Regions from separate parts of the Delphinus delphis genome. Here region 1 is linked to region 2. The links are chromatin contacts, called in public Hi-C maps. All regions are on one chromosome and are shown on one strand. The core of a region is the stretch at or near the end of the contact, and the rest is flanking DNA. Distances in the headings are between cores, read along the strand shown. Region 1 holds the start of FBXO28 (F-box protein 28). Region 2 holds the start of NVL (nuclear VCP like).

Region 1 (5,017 bases), core at 1,435-3,934, 200 kb after region 2:
TACAGGGTGGTTAAGCACATGGATCAAGCACCTGTCCTCTAATTTAGGCGCTAACAATAGTTATGACTGAGGTCCTAATAAGGCAAGTAAATTGGGAAGGAAGAAAAAAGAAACACCTGAAAAATAAATAAACTAGCTCATCAACCATTGAATAGTTGACATTTAGCTTTATGGAAACCAAGTCTGTTCTTAATTAATATCACTCTCTTCCAATTATATCCAACCTAACTCCACTCAAGAAATTATGTAATTTGTATGCCAGATAGCAGCACACACACTGCTACTGATTTTCTGGCAAACAGCATTTAGGTATAAATGGTCACTTAAATGAGAAAAGGCCTGTAAAAGACCTAACAAGCACTATCTCTAGGCAGCCAATTTCATTAAATGATCGTAATTAAATTAATGCTGACATCTAGTGGCAAGAAAGAATCTTTCATGTTACTTGAATTGTACCTTATGACATCAAACCAATGAATCTACAACCAAAGACACTTCCAAATTCTCACAAAAGATTATCCATTTAATCTAAGAATTATCCATTAACCTTAAGAAAGGAATAAGAAATAGTTCCCCATTACTAAAGCAGAGGAAAAAAACCCATCTTTTAAGATGTAAAACTGGCAGCAGAATCTTTTTGGGGGGTAGGAGTGGAGGGGTGGCAAGGGACTCCTTAGTGGAGGGGTGGTAATGGACTCCTTATGGAAAAAATCTTTGAAACTACAAATTTGTATCTTTAAAACACTAGAATAGAAAACTACTTAAAAATGAAGAATGCAGCTGAATACTTCACTTGAAAGAGATGTCATTTACTAATAAATTGTGGGGTGTGTTTTTAACTTTGTCCCCTAGGACAGGCTGGTTTTCCCCCATTTAAAAACGTTTTTAATTTTTTAAAAAATAAAATGACCAACAAATGAACAAACCCCCCCAGTTTTCCTCAACACTTATAAAACAGAACTGTGAACATCCCAAGCTTTACAAAGGCATTGTCTGGCTGAAAGGCTCAATTCAATCAAATGCTATGCCCAATTTCCAGACACCAGGAATGTATACCATGAATTCTGATCAAACATCATCCTTTATAAAAATCTGAAGGAATATTTAAGATTCTACAAGAAATTCTGGATGACATGTCCTGGAAATTAAGGGACAATCATTTTGAAATATCACTTTTCAAATGAAGAATTTTCCATCCTGCAGACTGGCATGGCTAATGTGCTGTGTTGACAAGAAAAAAACGCAACAACTGTCCACCAGTTTGAATGAATATTTACAACCTTCCTTTAAAAAATAAGTATACTTTCAGAAATACAATTATAATCAATTTTAGATTGGAGGTGTACACCTAAAATATGGCATATTGATTATTAAGAAAATGCTATACACAGCACATTCAGCAACATGTCTTTGTCCTCTTAAAAACAACCCGACCACAGATTTAGCTTCCACACAGAATCGGTCTGCAATCATTTCAAAATGTCCACCTCCTTCAATTTCCTTACCACTTAAATTCACTGAAAGGAAGCAAAATACCTGACTGAACTAAGATATTCATCAAACCTTCAGGGAAACTTCTGGAATGAAGAAAATCCCAATGGCAATTTATTTTCATAAATCATGGACTAAACTACTGTGATTTTAAGGTATAAAACCTCTCCTAAAGCTGGTGGGTGGGCGTAAATCACTAGTTAGAAAACGAACTGCAGGAAAGAAAAAAAACCTTCTCAAGGGGCAAGTTGCTTCACTATGGGTGGGAAGTATCAGGGGTGAGGCAAAGCCGGAATAGTCACTTCTCAGGGCTCTACTTTACTGGTCAACTAGGGCGCTGGGGTTGAGGCTACGTTCCAATTCCTCCAAACCTCTACCAGCTTTTGGGAGGACCGACCGATCCGACTTTATTTTCTGCAACAAAAAAACTTAGCGGGGGGGGGGGGGGCGGGGTAACAATACGTTATTCTCGCAGACAAACCAAACCTGGCTGGGATCATCTCGCCTACTTCGGAGTGCTGGCCCCCTAACTCCGGCCGGGGGCTGGAGGGTGATATACAAAAGGCAGGTGGCGAGACCCCTCCGGGGTCCACATTCAGGTCGGGAGGAGGTGGGAAGCCCAGCTCCCGCTGCCTCCCCGGCCGCGGCCCCGCTTCCGGGTGGGGGGCACGGAGCCCCCCAAGGCCAAGTTCCCGCACGCAGTCGCCCCCAGCCCCAAAGCAAGGGCAAAATCCGGACAAGACCCGCGGACCGGTCCCGACAGAGATTTTGGGGCGGGAGGGGCGCACTCGGTGCTCTGGCGCCGGCTGCGGCTCCCAAGGGGCTCCCTCCCCGGGGAACGCTCTTTCCCTCTCGGGCCCTCCCCAAACCTCGGCCCGGCGGAGAGGGCGGCGGGGGTCCCGTGGGGGCCTCACCAGGCGGAGCTGGCTAATTTCGTCGTAGGACATAAAGCTGAGGATGTTTTCGATGGCTACGATGGGCAGCGCCACGAGCGTGTTGTTTTGAGGCAGCTGGTCCGGAGCCAGCGCCGGGACCGGGGGAGCCTGGGACCCCGGCTGCGGGGCCTGGGGCGGGGGAGGTGGGGGAAGTCGCTGGGTAGAGCCGATGGCCGAAGGGGAGCCGCCGTCGCCGTGGCCACCGCCTCCTTCCTCAGCCATCCGCTCCTCCGACGCCGCCGCCATCTTGGGGGTTTGATTCCTTCCTCCCACAGCAAGGGGAAGAGGGACACTTCCTGTGCGTCACTTCCGCCTCTTGAGCCGCCGGGGAGGGGCACCTGGAGAAGGGGGAGGAGCCCGTGGATGACAGACGAGAGAGGCACATCGCTGCTTGTTCAAGTGGGAAGCAGAGAAGAAAGATAGTCTTCGTAAGCGCTTTCTTCTAAGATTGGAAACGACTTGAGGGCAAGGGAACCCTGTCTAAAATGAACTTCATCGTGCAATTTTCTTAAAGTGCTTCCAATTTTCTTAAAGTGCTTTCCTGATAAACGGAGATAAAAATTATGTTAACTAGTAAGTGTCGATGGAATGATGTAGAGTATCATCATTTTTCAAGAACCATAGTAATAATTGATTTAGGTAAAAAGGAATGAGGGATTGATTAAAACTACCATATGAATGAACTCTGAGTACATGTTCAATTAAAGAAGCCAGACACAAAGGACCACGTATTGTATGAATCCGTTGATATGAAATGTCTGAAATAGCCAAATCGACAAAGACAGAAAGTAGATAGTGGTTCCCAGGGACTGGAAAGAGCAAAGGAAAGGGGAATGACTGCTAAGGGGTGAAAGGTTTCTTTCTGGGGTGACGAAATGTTCTGGAATTAGATAATGGTGATTGGTGCACAACTTCGTGAATATACTAAAAACCAATGAACTGTACACTTTCAAATAGTGAATTTTATAATACGTGAATTGTATCTCAATAAAAAATTGATTTAGGCAAGAATCATCAAAAGATGCTAAAACTAGAAAGTAAAGGTGTGATGTGGAATATAATATTTACATAGTCTCAAAATAATCCCCATAAATTACCTATCAATTACAAAATAAAAAGATTTACAATAGTGAAATTTGATGGACACCACCACACCAAATAATCAAAATTGACATCATGAGTTATGGGGGGAAATGGATATTATACAGCTCCTGATGTGTTATCTTAAAAAGGACATAACATAATGTGGTATTCCTACCAAAAAATACATAACCTGTATTTGAGGTAGACAAATCTAGGTAACTATCCCATCATCTTAAAAAAGGTTAATGTCATGAAAGACAAAGACTATGAAATTTTACCAGATTAAAAGAGACGAAAGCAACAAGATAACTAAACATAGGTGATCCTGGATTGGATCATGGAGTAGGAATAAGCGCAATAAGAACATTACTGTGACAATTGGCAAAATTTGAATATAGAATATACGTTAGATAATAATATTGTAATCATATTAAGTTTCCTGATTTGGATAATTTTATTGCAGTCACATAAGAGAATGTCCTTCTTCTTAGGAAATACACGTTGAAGTGTTTGGGGTAAAGGAGCATGATATCTCAATTTGCTCTTAAATGGTTCAATATGTAGATAGATAGAGAATGAGATTAATAAAGCAAATATGATAAATGTTAACAATTGCTGAATCCAGATGAAGAGCATATGAGAGTTTGTACTATCTTTTTTTTTCCTACCAGTTTTCTGGAGCTATAGTTGACATACAGCACTGTATAAGTTTAATGTGTACAGCATAATGACTTGACTTACATACATCATGAAATGATTATCACAATAAGATTAGTGGACATCCATCATCTCATACAGATACAAAATTAAATAAGTAGAAAAATTTTTTTTCTTGTGGTGAGAACTCTTAGGATTTACTCTCTTAACAGCTTTCATATATCACCTCTAGCAGTGTTAATTATATTTCTCACGTTGTACATTACGTATCCTTGTACTATCCTGTGACAAACATTAAAGGTGCATAAATCACTAAATTTTGAAGCTTTCTGTCTTTCGTTCTGGGTCTTTAATCTTTAAGTTTGCAATGTGTCCTTTCTTTTCCTGCTTTGGTTTGGAATCTCATTGTTGCATGGTAGAAACTGCAGAAGAAGCTAGGCATGACTAAGGGCTAGAGGAAAGGGAGTGGCAACTAAAGCAAGAAGATGAACTGGAGGTGGTGGTAGTGGTTAGCTTGTTAGAATTGGCGTCCTTTCCCCATTCATGGGTATGTAAACTATTGGTCATTTTACCCATCATTGTTGCAGATCATAAAATTCTTTGACGTTACTTCTTTAGTTCTTCTACCCTAGGATTGCTTAGCATTCAATTATGCCTAAGTATGTGCATATTTATAATCTGTTAACTTTATCTCCACTAATAGATTGTAATTTCATTTTTCTACCTAGGGTATTGCTATATCTTCATAGAACCTGTTACAATTTGATCTGAAATGAGTTCATTTTCTACCTTGCTTTATTAGAGTTATGTACTTTCTTAGTAGGTTGGATTGAAATTGAATTTCTGTAAAT
Region 2 (4,929 bases), core at 1,814-4,313:
ATATCTGAAACCTTCCCTTTTTCAGCTATAAAGCTTTCCCAATCCTTTACCTGCCTTTGAGTGTCTGCCAAAATGCAAGTGATGGTGGCCAACTCCCTTGCTATTATTGCAAGCTCTGAATAGTCTTTGCCTGTTCTCATTTGGGTGACTTTCATTTATTTCCACAAAAGGAATACTGTTAATAATTGTGCTTGATCAAGAGGCAAAAATCGGGACTGTCTTGAGTAAATCAGGACATAGATCACCCTAATTAAGAAGCACAATTAGACAAGAGGCTGTTTGCTAGTGAGATACAAAATTTGGGACGGCAAAGGTATGATGAACAGACGGTGAAATGTGCCACTACCACTAGGTGGGGTTGCACCATTAAAGAATGGAGGACAATTCAATTACTGCAGGAAGTTCTTGAGATGTATATGCACTCAAGTTACTATTCAGTAATGTTTTTAGTTTAGGTGTATGGTACTGTAAAATCTAAACCCTGGAATTAAGGTAAAATTGTCTTCAGGGCAATGATTACTGGAAATAATTCCAATGGGAAATGTTCTAGCCTACAGTTATGATGCCTAGTATTAACTTACTTTCAGTTATTGCCTACTGCACCTGATGCAGTAAATAGGTGAAAAACACACTGCTTGCCCTTAACAAGTTTGCATTCTAGAGTACTTAAGGTCCAAATGAGTTACATAATTTTCAGGGCACAATGCAAAATTAAAATAAGGGGCCACTTATTCAAACAGTATTAAGAATTTCAAGATAGCAACTGCAGAGCATTAAACCAAGCGTGGAGCCCTTCTGAGTACAAAGCCCTTTGCGGCTGCACGGATCACACACCCATGAAGCTGACCCTAAGTGTAGAATAGTACTCTCCAACAAATTATAGACTAATACACTATGCTGCTTGGTATATGTTGTAATGCTGCTGGGCCCTTTAGCCTGTTTTATTCTATGTGGTACATTTGGTATGCACAGAATAAAATTACATTTAAAAAGTTACTGGGCAATGAGTATATTTGTGCTATTTGCTGTAAGGAATCTTCACTAAAGTTTAATCAAGCACGTAAATACTTAATCTAATTTAAAATATTATAAAAGTTACAATTATAATTATTTTGCTTTTCCCCACAAGACTCACGGGCAGGGCAGGGACTTATACTGGTAGGTATTCAGTAAATACTTGTTGAATGAATGAAAGGAGGCTTCACTGGGTGGAGATTTTAATAAATGGAAATATCAGGAAAGGCTGTAAGGGAATGGTTAGCTAGGGTGCTGAAACTCATAGGCTGGCCAGGAAGGACATTGTGGATAAGAGGAAATGTCAGTGAAAGCAAAGTGCTGTGTATAATTTATTTATCTGTTTATCATTATTACCTTCCAATAGAACTATAAGTCCCATAGAAGCAGGAATCTTTTCTGTTTCTTCATAGCTGTACTCAGTGCCTGTGACATAGTAGGTCTTCAATAAATATTCATTGGCTGAATAAATGCAGGCAATGCTGCTTAGCTAAAAGCAGAGTACCTATATAGTGAAGAAGTAGGAAATGAAGTTGGAGCCACGTTGCCCAATGTTTTGAATATCAGAGTGAGAATCTATACTTCATCCAGTGTACAGATAACAACCATTAAAAAGAAGAGTGTTATACTCTAAACTCTGAACAGAAAGTAAGTCAGTGGTACCCTGGCTAGAAGATTATCTGCTGTCGACTGAAAAAATGCATACCCTAAAAGTTGAGGATTATGTTTTATTTGGCAGACTTACTGAGGACTATACCCCTGGGAACCAGCCTCTACGATAGCTGTGTGATCCAAAGAGGTAAGGGAGGAGCCAGGATGCATAGGAAGTTTTGCTGAAAACAAAAACAAAAACCTTTAGTTGAACATCAAAAGATTACCGCTAATCACAAAAAACAGACATCTCAAGTCAATGATTTTAGTGCTTTTTTATGTACGGGAAGATGCAAGAGTCTGGCCTTATTGAAATTATACCTTTGATATGCACCTTAACTATCTAGGGTCAGTATCCTGTTTTTCTCCATCCTGAATTCCTCTCAGGGTGCACCACTGGGGGCAGCAAGAGTGGCTGATGGCTTTATGGCCACAATATCCTTTGTTTACTAAAATGGCAGGCAACATGCTTTATCCACCCTGTCAACATCTCACCATCTTCTCTTAATTCCATCACTACTTAGGCCACACTTAATATTGTCATAAGCCAAGTAAGACCTCAAATAAGAATACTGAAAACACGATTAAAACAAGCAAACAAACAGAAACTAAAGCCAGTAAATTTTTTGATAATGGTTCCTTTATTTGTGTCTCCTTCGCTGCAAGATGAACTTCTTGCGAGCAAACACATACGTTTAATAAAATTCTGGGCAGTTTCTAAGCCAAGATGGAGTCTGCCACTGGATGTGCTCAATGAATTATCTGTCGAAAATACCATAATAGCAAGTAATTTCCAAATGTAACAGATGGTTTGGTTATCTGGGTAAGCTAATCTTTCCTTCTCTTTTGACACCAAGTCCCTTTGTCGGGTCTCAGTAATGCGCGTCACTGGGTGGGAAAGCAAGCAGCAGGGTGGCGGTGTGTTTTTATCCTGATCTAATCGTCCCAAGTATCTAGTTTTTGTTTTGTTAAGATTCTAAGTCAAGATTAACTTTACATTCGCAAACGGTGCGCCTGGAACGCCTAGAATCTGACAACCGAAACCGGCTACAAACAGATGCGTGGGACCAGGCGCCCGCACTAACCTCCCCGCAGCCGCCTATGCGCTTCACTTCACAGTTGGGAACAATAAAGTTGAGCGTGTTCAAACGGGTCCTTCTCTTCCAGGGCCTCTCGGACAAGCCTGTAAGATAAGACTCCTAGAAACTCCCGACTGCTTTCAAGTCTTCTCTGTGTGTTTTCGGTAGTTTTTTTTCCTCACTCGCCATACAAAACTCCTGAGGGGAACGGCACGGGCTAGGCCGGCTTGGGGAGCATTTCTCGGGGAAGCCGGCCCGGCGTTCGCCGCGGGCAGCCTCGGGGAGGCCCTCGGTTCACGTGAAGCCCAGGCTGCGGCGACGGGAGCAGAAGCGATGAAGCCCAGGCCCGCGAGGTTTGTGGATAATAAGCTGAAGCAGCGCGTCGTCCAGGTGTGTATCCCGAACGGCCAGGCCTCACAGTGGTCCGCGTTCGGTGCCCAGGGTCACCGCAGGCCCCTTCTCGGGGGGCTCCCAGCTCGAACCCGATTAGCCGCCTGCTCTAGTCTGGGTGCGGGCGTGGAGCTGTTGACAACTCCGCTTCTTTGCGAGCGGTTCGAGGCCTTCCCTTCTCACTGTGGGTCGGGGTTTCACGGAGCAGCCCGAGACCGTGGGAGGCTGCGGCTTGATGGGGCCCAGCCCGGATCTGCTTGACCTAAGTGCAGATCAGCAAGGAGAGTGCAGATGGCCTTTGAGTTGAAATCTTCCTGTCTTGTGAAGTAGGGACGGAAACATTCTTCGAAAGCCCGTGTGGGCGAAGCGCTTTGGGGGCCATGAAGAATATGTTAATTTCCATTCTCAGGAAATTTGGGGTCGGGTTGGGACACAGTAAAAACAGGTACTCTGGATCTGACTTTATAATGGGCACTTTACCTACGGTTTTTTTTTCATTTTCATAATCACCAGTGGAATGCATTGTGTGGTAAATGTCTTGGAATGGTATAGTCAGCACGCAATCTTAGTTAGAAAGAGAGACAGATACTTTAAGAGCTATATACTCTCCTTCTGTCTCTTTTACTTTTCCGGCCACTGTACAGTCTCCTTTTTGGATCTGTCTCTTCCTACCGTCTGTTGGAAGTGCCTTTGAGCACCTGTGCTCTTACCGTCTCTTTCGTTATCCTCGTACTTCTCTCTTATCCATCCACACTTCTAGGTGATCTCATGCAGTCTAGTACCTTTAAATACTATTTACACATTCATGACTTCTAAATTTATATTATAATCCAATGCAGATTTTATCTTGAATTCCAGATTGATACGTCTAGCTGCCTACTCAACATCTCCTCTTGAGTGTCTGATAGATATTTCAACTTAACGTATCCAAGCTAAACTTTTGATATTCTCCTCCAAACCTGTCCTTTCTTAGTGTTCTTTATCTCAGTAAATAACATCCATTTGTTAAGGCCAAAAACCTTAAGACTCATTCTGACTTTTGCTTCCTGTAACCAATTAATCAGCAACCTATTTGGCTTTACCTTCAAAATATACTTCAAACCTAACCACTTTTTACCATCTCCTCCAACATGCTAGTCCATACCACACTCCCTATTAGAGTATTGCAGTAGCTTCCTAATTGATGTTTCTGATTCTGGTTTTACTTAAAGTCTGTTCCCCACAGAGCAGCCAGGAAGATCCTTTTAGAGGGAAAATTGGAGTTTGCCAGGGCCCTGCTCAAAACCCTGTGGTGGACTTTCAGACGTTTGAAGTAAAATCCATCTGAAATAGCCCTATGTACTTTGGCCCCATCTACCTTTTTGTCCCTTTTGATCTCTCCCTTGATTACCTTGTCTTACATACACGGACCTTCTCAAACATGCCAAGCACAGGACTTTCGCTGTTGTAGTTCACTCCGTCTCAGTTACTCTTCCGCTGGATGTTTGCACAACTTGCTCCTTCACTTTATTCAGGTCTCTGAGCAGTGACTCCTAATGGCTAAATCCAGTGGCCTCTTCTCAGTCCTTGCCACACTTGACTGCTCTTCAGCATTTGACATTAGCAGTTTTCCTCTCTTGCTTTTACTTTGGTTCATTATAAAAGTAGTAGGTTCTTATGGTTTAAAATAAAACCATAAGAGGGAGGGTATAAAATGAAAAGAAAGAATTCCTTTCATCTCCACTCCATTTCTCCACAGGTAATCAGGGAGAGTTTCTGTTGTATCTTTCTTAAAATTTTGTATGCATATATGCAC

The links. A called contact is a pair of places that touch in the nucleus more often than the background predicts.
Region 1: a contact with region 2 is called in a Hi-C map of lung, with 8 times the contacts expected there. The contact joins the promoter of FBXO28 here to the promoter of NVL in region 2. A contact is called at or near these places in 2 of 3 Hi-C or Micro-C datasets (lung and muscle).

Annotation. Positions count from the first base shown.
Region 1 is chr1:163,057,180-163,062,196 of mDelDel1.2, forward strand. FBXO28 (F-box protein 28) reads right to left here and starts at 2,685. Exons shown (of 5, transcript XM_059997855.1): 1 at 2,406-2,685. The coding sequence starts at 2,672.
Region 2 is chr1:162,855,357-162,860,285 of mDelDel1.2, forward strand. NVL (nuclear VCP like) reads left to right here and starts at 3,064. Exons shown (of 23, transcript XM_059997850.1): 1 at 3,064-3,134. The coding sequence starts at 3,078.